Linked DNA regions of Mus musculus: region 2 is linked to region 1. A link is a contact called in public HiChIP or PLAC-seq data. All regions are on one chromosome and are shown on one strand. Each heading gives the region's core, a stretch centred on a gene start, on an enhancer-like site or on the middle of the called end of the contact. The rest is flanking DNA. Distances are from core to core; before and after follow the strand shown.

What was found. HiChIP or PLAC-seq counts read pairs in DNA pulled down with a chosen protein or histone mark.
Region 2: a contact with region 1 is called in an H3K27ac HiChIP or PLAC-seq map of microglia, with 4 times the contacts expected there. The contact joins the promoter of Nthl1 here to the promoter of Flywch2 in region 1. A contact is called at or near these places in 2 of 115 datasets of contacts at active chromatin or transcription factors (microglia and pancreatic cancer cells).

What each region holds. Positions count from the first base shown.
Region 1 is chr17:23,784,104-23,788,329 of GRCm38.p6, forward strand. Flywch2 (FLYWCH family member 2) reads right to left here and starts at 1,978. Exons shown (of 3, transcript NM_029798.4): 1 at 1,898-1,978.
Region 2 is chr17:24,631,000-24,635,225 of GRCm38.p6, forward strand. It overlaps Nthl1 (nth (endonuclease III)-like 1 (E.coli)), which reads left to right and starts at 1,683. Exons shown (of 6, transcript NM_008743.2): 1 at 1,683-1,855; 2 at 2,928-3,166; 3 at 3,726-3,896. The coding sequence starts at 1,753. It overlaps Tsc2 (TSC complex subunit 2), which reads right to left and starts at 1,628. Exons shown (of 42, transcript NM_001286713.1): 1 at 1,539-1,628; 2 at 946-1,112. The coding sequence starts at 1,083.

The DNA.
Region 1 (4,226 bases), core at 728-3,227:
TCCGTATCGTAGGAAAGAGCTAATTCCAGGATCCGTATCGTAGGAAAGAGCTAATTCCAGGATCCGTATCGTAGGAAAGAGCCAATTCCCACAAGTGGTCTTCTGATTGCCACAGGGCACATGCACACACTCATTCAAAAAAAAAAAAAAATCAAACAAAAGAAACAGGGCTGGATAGATAGCTCAGTGTTCAGCTGCTTCCCTCTCTTCCAGAAAACATGAGTTCGGTTTCCAGCACCCACATTAGGTAGCTCACACAACCACCTGTCCACCTCAGAGGACACAATGCCCTGTCTGACCTTCACAGGTACCACATACATGTGGCACACAGACACACAAAACAATTTATTAAAAAAAAAAAAAAAAGCCGGGGGTGGTGGCGCACGCCTTTAATCCCAGCACTCGGGAGGCAGAGGCAGGCAGATTTCTGAGTTTGAGGCCAGCCTGGTCTACAAAGTGAGTTCCAAGATAGCCAGGGCTACACAGAGAAACCCTGTCTCAAACCCCCCACACCCCCAAAAAAAAGGAAAGGAAAAAGAAAAAATGTGGAAATGGGATGTAAAGAACAGGAAAGATAAGGTTAGAGGCAGGGTTAATTATTTGAGGAGGGGCTTTGAAGACCGAGCAAGGGCATGCCAGCCAAATGAGGTAGGTTTCTAGAAGCTGCAAGAGGCAAATTAAATGTTTCTCTCCTTGTCCGGGCAGTGGTGGTGCATGCCTTTAATCCCAGCACTTGGGAGGCAGAGGCAGGTAGATTTCTGAGTTTGAGGCCAGCCTGGTCTACAGAGTGAATTCCAGGACAGCCAGGGCTACACAGAGAAACCCTGTCTCAAAAAAACAAACAAACAAACAAACAAAAAATGTTTTTCTCCTAAAGCCTCAGGAATGAATACAGCCCTGCTGTATTCAGCCTGCTGTATAACACCCACATCTGACTTCTAGCCTCTAAAATATACGACAATAATGTGTCATTTTAATAATGTGTCACTAGATGGGTGGTGATTGTTGTTTTGATGGCCATAGAACAGTTAAAAGTCCAAACTCTTACTGAGGAAGCTCTGCAGGCTTGGAACTTCAGTTGTTATCTTGGGGTGATGGACAGAATTACCTTCACAAAGATGAGAATGAAACATGCCCTTACCCTTTTTGGGCTGGTTTGATCTGTGTAATAGGAGATGCTAGCATCAGATGAAGAAGGGTAAGGTCTTTGAACTCACGTTACTAACACCTGCTGCTGCCATAGTCACTGTCCTGCACAGTCCTGGAGAACTGTAATTGGACTTTCCAAGGAACGGTATGACACTGGGGTATGCGGGAGGCATCCCACAGGGAGACATAAGAAAATGGCAGTCACCCTCCCAAAAGGTCAAGAACTGTATTATATGCAGAACACAGCAAAGGTCCCCCAATGTGGAGGTCCCACATAAGAGTACCTCCCTTCCCCAGTCACCATGACTCAGAATGGTATCTTCCACCACCCTTGCCCCAGCTCCCTGCTTCCCTCGAACCAATGTTTCAGTCCCCTGAGCATCTCCCTAGCTGGGTCCCAGCCCTCAAATTCTGCCACTGGGACAAGGACCCCACCCCCACCCCCAGGTCATACGCAACAAAACTGCAGAAGGATGGACATGTACCAGGTAGAGTGGGCTGGGGTAGGGACGCGTTGGGGGTTGTGTGTCCCAGATTGGGGGTGTCCAGGGGTAGTGTGGGTTTATGAAAGGGAAGCATGGAGAAAGGAAGAGCCTCGCGGATGGCCGACAAGAAAGCGGCCAGAATCTGGGGGTGGGGGGCCAGAGCCAGGGACCCTTCCGAACACCGGTCCCGCATCCCCAGACCTCTAGGCTAGGAGTCGCTTCTGGAGCCAGGACCCTCCCGCCCGCTGGGGGCCCGTCCTCACCGACGGCAGCAGGCCCTGCCTCTCGGACGACGGAGCCGTGGCGGGTCCCTCAGCCTCAGTGCTTTGGGCCCCCGCCTTGGCTCCCGCCGTCACCTCAAGCTAGGGTCACGGGGCGAGCATGCGCAGGATGAGGGGGCCCCCATTCCTTTGTCGAATTCCGTCTATCCGGATATTACCTTCGCAGCGACAAGTTGAACGCTCGATGAATAGGCGTGAGGGGCGGGTCCATTACCCGGGAAGGGGGCGGAGCCAGTAGGAATTGGGCTACCTGGGTTTAGGATCCCCGGTATGGTCTACTGACGTCTTTCCACTTACTTCCCCCGTATTTGACTCTGACTCCCTCCTGGAGCATAACTCCAGTTCCAGGGGATTAGACGCCCTCTTCTGGTCTCTGTCCATCCAAGCAAAACATCCAAACACAAATATAAATAAATACTAAATAAAGCATAAACTGGAATGCTTATTTAAAGGTTTTTGTCTGTCCCTCCGAGGGAAGGGAAATGTGTTCTTCATTGAAGCTAACATTCCTAACTGCGCAGCATCCTTTGTCATTAGCCCAGCCCTCGCCCATTGGTCCAGTATTTATCATTTGTTCAGCCGTCGCCCATTGTTGTAGTCACTGACTGCTGAAATAGCCCTGGCACAATTCAGTGACTTTATCCCCGCAACCTTCTACTGTGGAGATGGAAACCGGAATGGCTCAGGGCGCTGCTTTCTGTATTTTGCGTGCTCGTGCATCCTATCATTCTGGGATTGCTGGCCCTCACCCATCTGCAGAAAGGCTCTCCCCCTTTACTCCCACATGGCCCTGGCTCCGCAGGTCCTTGGGTCCCACCCTTCTTCCTGGCTCCTTTTCCTCCATGGCCCCATCCTTTCTCTCGAGTCAACGTCATTTCCTGGGCATTCTCTAGTAACGCAAAGGTCTTCATGAATTACGTCATTTGCAATCAATCATAGTCTTGGTTGTTTCTAAAATTATTATGTTCTAATAAGATATATTATTATATATGGTATAATATAATTGTATATTATATATAATCTTCACGTATAAATCACTGATGTTAAGCCTCTGTCTCAAAAGAACAAAACAAGGGGTCCAATGAGGTGGCTCCCCTTTAGATAGCTGGTTCAACCAGAAGCCTTAGTTTACAGCACTTGCTACCAAGCCAGGCCTACCCAAATTTAATCCCTAGGACCCACATAAAGGTAGAAGGAGAGAAATCACTTCACAAAGTTGTCTTCTGATCTCCACACACAAACCCATGACCACACGTGGAGAGATGGATCATTGGTTGAGAGCACTGGCTGTTCTTCCTGCACCTATATGGCCGCTCGCAATGATGCAGATCTCCTGGAGCATAACTCCAGTTCCAGGGGATTAGACGCCCTCTTCTGGTCTCTGTCCATCCAAGCAAAACATCCAAACACAAATATAAATAAATACTAAATAAATATTGTGGAGGCTATTTTCAAAACATGGAACCAATAAAGATCTTGTATTTTTAAAAAATTATTTAACTTAAACACACATAGTGGCACATGACTGTACTTCCAGAGATACCAGGACTAAGAGTTCAAAGCCAGTTTTGACTACTTAGGAAGCTATTAGAGGAAAATATACTTAGGTACATTTTATTTATTTTTTCAATAGTATCCCACTATGTAGCTCTTGAACTCATAACAGCCCTCCTGCCTCAGCATCCCGGTTCTTACCACTGGCTAGGGTCTGGTCAGATGTTTCCAGGTTTTTGGTTCTTTTTCAGAGAATTGACATACAGACACAGATTCATAAAAGTATGGAGGAAATCTTATTCAAAGCAAAGGATGGGTCAGATGCACTGTAAACTCTGACTGCAGGCCCTTGTTAGCCGAGCTTTCTCTTATGGGCTTCGGTAGTTACCAGAACTCTTACTTTGAGTGCTCCTCTATTTTGATTGGTGGTAGCTTTTGCTCACTGCGCATGTCCTTGCCCATAATGCAACTGATTTTGATCATATGTTTGCCCACTTATGTATAGGTCTAAGATAACAAATAGGGGATTTTCCCAAAATGTTTACTTGGAAAATAAACCTGGGCTTATCATATATTGTAGTGGGTTCAGTAAGAAATGCCCTCCATGCCGGGCATGTTGGCGCATGCCTTTAATCCCAGCACTTAGGAGGCAGAGGCAGGCAGATTTCCGAGTTCAAGGCCAGCCTGGTCTACAAAGTGAGTTCCAGGACAGCCAGGGCTACACAGAGAAACTCTGTTTCGAAAAACAAAACAAAACAAAACAAAACAAAACAAAACAAAACAAAACAAAACAAAACAAAACAAGAATGTTCTCCAC
Region 2 (4,226 bases), core at 433-2,932, 850 kb after region 1:
CTAGAGAAGAGAAAAGAGGAAAAGGGCTGAGCTTTTAAAAAGAGGTCTTCTTACCCACTGGCCATAAACCACCTAACGTTGTTCTGCATTTCCCCTGTAAACCAATGGGGTTTCTTTCCTCTCTCTGTTTTTTTTTCTCTCTCTCTCTCCCTCCCTCGCTCCATCCCTTCCTCTGTCTCTCCAGCGTTTCTCTGTGTATCTCTGGCTGTACTGAACTTCCCCAGTGCTGGGCAGGATTAGCAGCATACACCAACCACCACCATCACCCAGCATTTTGTTTTGTTGTGTTTGGTTTGGTTTTTTAAGGCTGGATCTCGAGGCTGGTGAGATAGCTCAGTGGTTAAGAGCACTGACTGCTCTTCCAGAGGTCCTGAGTTCAATTCCCAGTAACCACATGGTGGCTCACAACCATCTGTGATGGGATCTGATGCCCTCTTCTGGTGTGTCATCTACAGTGTGTGTGTGTGTGTGTGTGTGTGTGTGTGTGTGTGTGTGTGTGTGTGTGTATGTTAAATAAATAAATCTTTTTTTAAAAGTTCCTAAAAAGAAAGGGTGGATCTCCAATTTAAAAAAGGAAACGAACATCTTTGAGGAGAGGAGGACCCAGTCTCACTACTGTAGCTCAGGTGGGTTACAATTATGTTGCCTCCAACTTCATAATCCTATCTCCTCTGCCTCTCACGTGCTGAGAGAGTACAGGGCATCTATCTACCATAACACTAAACAAAATAAGTTTTCATACAACACCTAACTTCTAAGGCAAGTGTGCTAAAGCAGGACACCAAGATCCTGAGGACAGGCATATATCTGTCTCCACAGTACTGGGGACAGCAGCCCTATGCAGATGGTTACCAGCAACCCATCTCCCACAGAACCCAATGACAGACAAACCCAGCCTTCCTAGCCTTTGTGCTGGGCTAGCCAAGACATTGGCCACTCACTCACTCTCAAGATTTCCGATGTGATGATAAACTCAGTCTGTTTGCCTTCTGCACACCTGGGATTTGGCCTCGATGTTCCCAATCCCAACAGTATCTTGAACTTCTCCTTCAAGCCGGAATCTTTGCTTGTTGGTTTGGCCATGGTGGGCAGGGCAGTACTAGAGAACTGCTCTGTGTAGAAATAAACATATTATTTGATACACCCCAGGAAAGGTTCTCCCTTCTGCCCTCGAGGCGAACCTCCAGAATCCTAGGTCAAGGGTAGGCAATAACCTGTCCTTCCTACAGCCTCTGGGGCAACTCAACTCCATGCAGGAGGAACTCAGCCACAAATCAACTCCGGAGGTATAGGCTTACTCTAGCGACCCGCCTGTTGATTGCCATTAGTTCTCCCTAGGTTAAGGAGGAGCTGTCGCGTGAATAGATGCAGAGGCCCGCTCACATTCGCAATGGAGGGCTTGAAGCGCTAGGACTTGTCAGCGGTGGGAGCGGCGGAGGATTGGAATCAGAACGACCAATTCCCCTCACCCCATCGCGACGCGACCACACAAACCATCGCAACCCGCCCCAGCAGTCAGAGCCTCCAGGGCTACTCACCCCGCGCGCGCCTTTCGCGCGCAGGTCCTCCTGCACCCAGGGAAGGGCGCACACCCCCGGCCCAGGGCAGCTGCCGGAAGCGCAACCCGTACTTCCGGGGGCGAGGCTTTGCTGACTATTTGCGTTGAGCTCTCTGGGAATTGTAGTTTCGCGTGCGCGTTGAGCAAGTGGTGGGATCGCGGGGCTGCTCGGAGGAGTAGTTTACAGCCCAGGCATGAACTCAGGGGTGCGGATGGTGACTCGCAGTCGGAGCCGCGCGACTAGGATCGCGTCGGAAGGGTGTAGGGAGGAGCTCGCCCCGCGAGAGGCTGCTGCAGGTAGCTCTGCGCCTGCAGGCGTTTTGGAGGAAAGGAGGAACGTGGAACTTTGGCTCCAGGCTTGCGTCCCGGGCCGCAGCATCTGACCTAAACTCTAGGCGCCGCGGAGTAGGCAGCTGCCTTGAATCTTGAATTGAAGCTACGCTTAAATCTCACGTGGCCCCACTTCTAGCTTCTTCCAAGGGTCTGGGACCCGCAGGGTCTGCAGGGTCCGTAAGACTGGGTTCTGGATGTATTCATCCACCCTTATCGCCAGTGAAAAGTTTTAGTCCAACCAGCCTAGCTTAGGACATTCACTTGCTCCAGGCTGTCCGTGGGACACAGCTCTGTTCTCAGAGCTGCCTCCCTCTCTTGTAGGGCCAGGCTGTGTGCCAAGAACACACCCAGCTAGAAGTCTTCTCTCCCAGCTGGACGGTGGTTCTGAAAGAAAACAGGCCCAGAGAGAAAACAGGAAAGGGCATGGCACTCATTGTGTTTGTCCTGTAGCCATTAAGGGCCTACTATGTGCCAACTAGTGGTACTCAGGGAGTAATTATCAGCCCGTCCCCGCCTGGGACTTAGACATAAGTGGCTAGAGCAGGAGTGTGCGTAGGCAGCAATGGTCTCCCAGAATCGGTTCAGTAGTAGAGATCCGCTGGGATCCAGGCTGAGGCTTGGCAAGGGCCAAGGGCCACAGAAAGTGTTGATACTGTTAAGGCAGCAAATGTTTTATAGTAGTAGAGTTTGGAGCTCATCCTAAATGCAACGATTTCTGAAAGGGGAGTTGCACTGTCCAGTTTGGGTGTGAAGAGAGAGGTTCTCTTGAATGTAACTCAAAGGACTTGGGACAAAGGAGAGAGGTTATATTATCCTAGAGGCTGTTACTAGTGTCGGTGTGCTAACAGGCACTTTGTCAGACTGTCATGTACTGTTGTGACAAGGGCAGAGCACAGCACTTCTGTACACATCGTGGTAGATAATGGACAGTTAGTTGCACAAACAAGTGTGGGGATGTGGATTGGCAGGTAAGCAGCACCCTTCCCCCACCCTCATATAAAACCCACTCCAAAGACTGAATGGCACTTTTTTGCAGAAGGAAGAAAAAGCCACAGGCCCGTGAGACATCCACGGAGAACACAGAAAACGCATGTGGCCTATGAAGCGGCTAATGGTGAGGAAGGCGAAGATGCTGAGCCCCTCAAAGTGCCCGTTTGGGAGCCCCAGAACTGGCAGCAGCAACTGGCCAACATCCGCATCATGAGAAGCAAGAAGGATGCACCTGTGGACCAGCTAGGCGCCGAGCACTGCTATGATGCAAGTGCCTCCCCGAAGGTATGCAACACCTCCGCCTATCCAGCAAGGTGCTTACTTCCTTTTAGGTCTCTACCAGAAAAAGAGCAAGACCTGCCAGCTCTCCCTGCTGCCATACAGGAGGATACATACATACATACATACATACATACATACCCAGGAAGATGCGCTCCTCCCATAACCTTAGAACATGTACAACGTACATCACCTGTCAATCATTGTGGCCACCGTGCATGGCAGAGTGTCTGAGACTTGAAGCCTCATGCACAGTGGTGGTGCATTTGGGAACATCCAATAATGCAGGAGAAGCAGACTCCCTTACATTGTGTTGGTTCCTTAGACTAACCATAGGGCTAACTACCTTCGGATCCTGGTATCCTGAGTATCTCTAACTCTGGCCCTTCTTGTCTATAAAATGAGTAGTGTTACACTGTAACAGTAGCAGCTAGCTATGGTCTAATATCCATCCCATACAAGGTATGATTCCAAGCAATTCATCCAAGCTTCGGCTACTCTATAGAAGTATGTGACAAGACAGATGGGTAAGGGACTTGACTGGGACCCGTCCTTGCACAAGCAGGTGAGGAGGTACCAGGTACTCCTGTCGCTGATGCTCTCCAGCCAGACCAAAGACCAGGTCACAGCAGGTGCTATGCAACGGCTCCGGGCCCGGGGCTTGACTGTGGAGAGCATCCTGCAGACCGATGATGACACGCTAGGCAGACTCATCTACCCTGTGGGCTTCTGGAGGGTAAGCATTACCTTTGGCAACAGAGCCAAGAGGGGGCACTGTTCTGAGGATGTGAGGCGGGCATCTCTGACGACAGAGACTCTTCATGCTTCTGACTTGCCACAGGTCTATCCCATGGGGCTAGTACCCTGCCCCTGAAGTTCCTGGGATGCACCTCTACACATCCCTTCATTTCTCTACCCTCCTACCCAGCTGCCTCCACTTCCTTTCCTTCCCTTCCCCTCCTAGGCTCCCCAGACTGTGTCACTCCACAGAACCCTGGGAGGTGGGTGGAACTGTGGGGAGGGCGCTTCCCCTTGGCACTGCGTGGGCCACCGTCTATCAGATTGG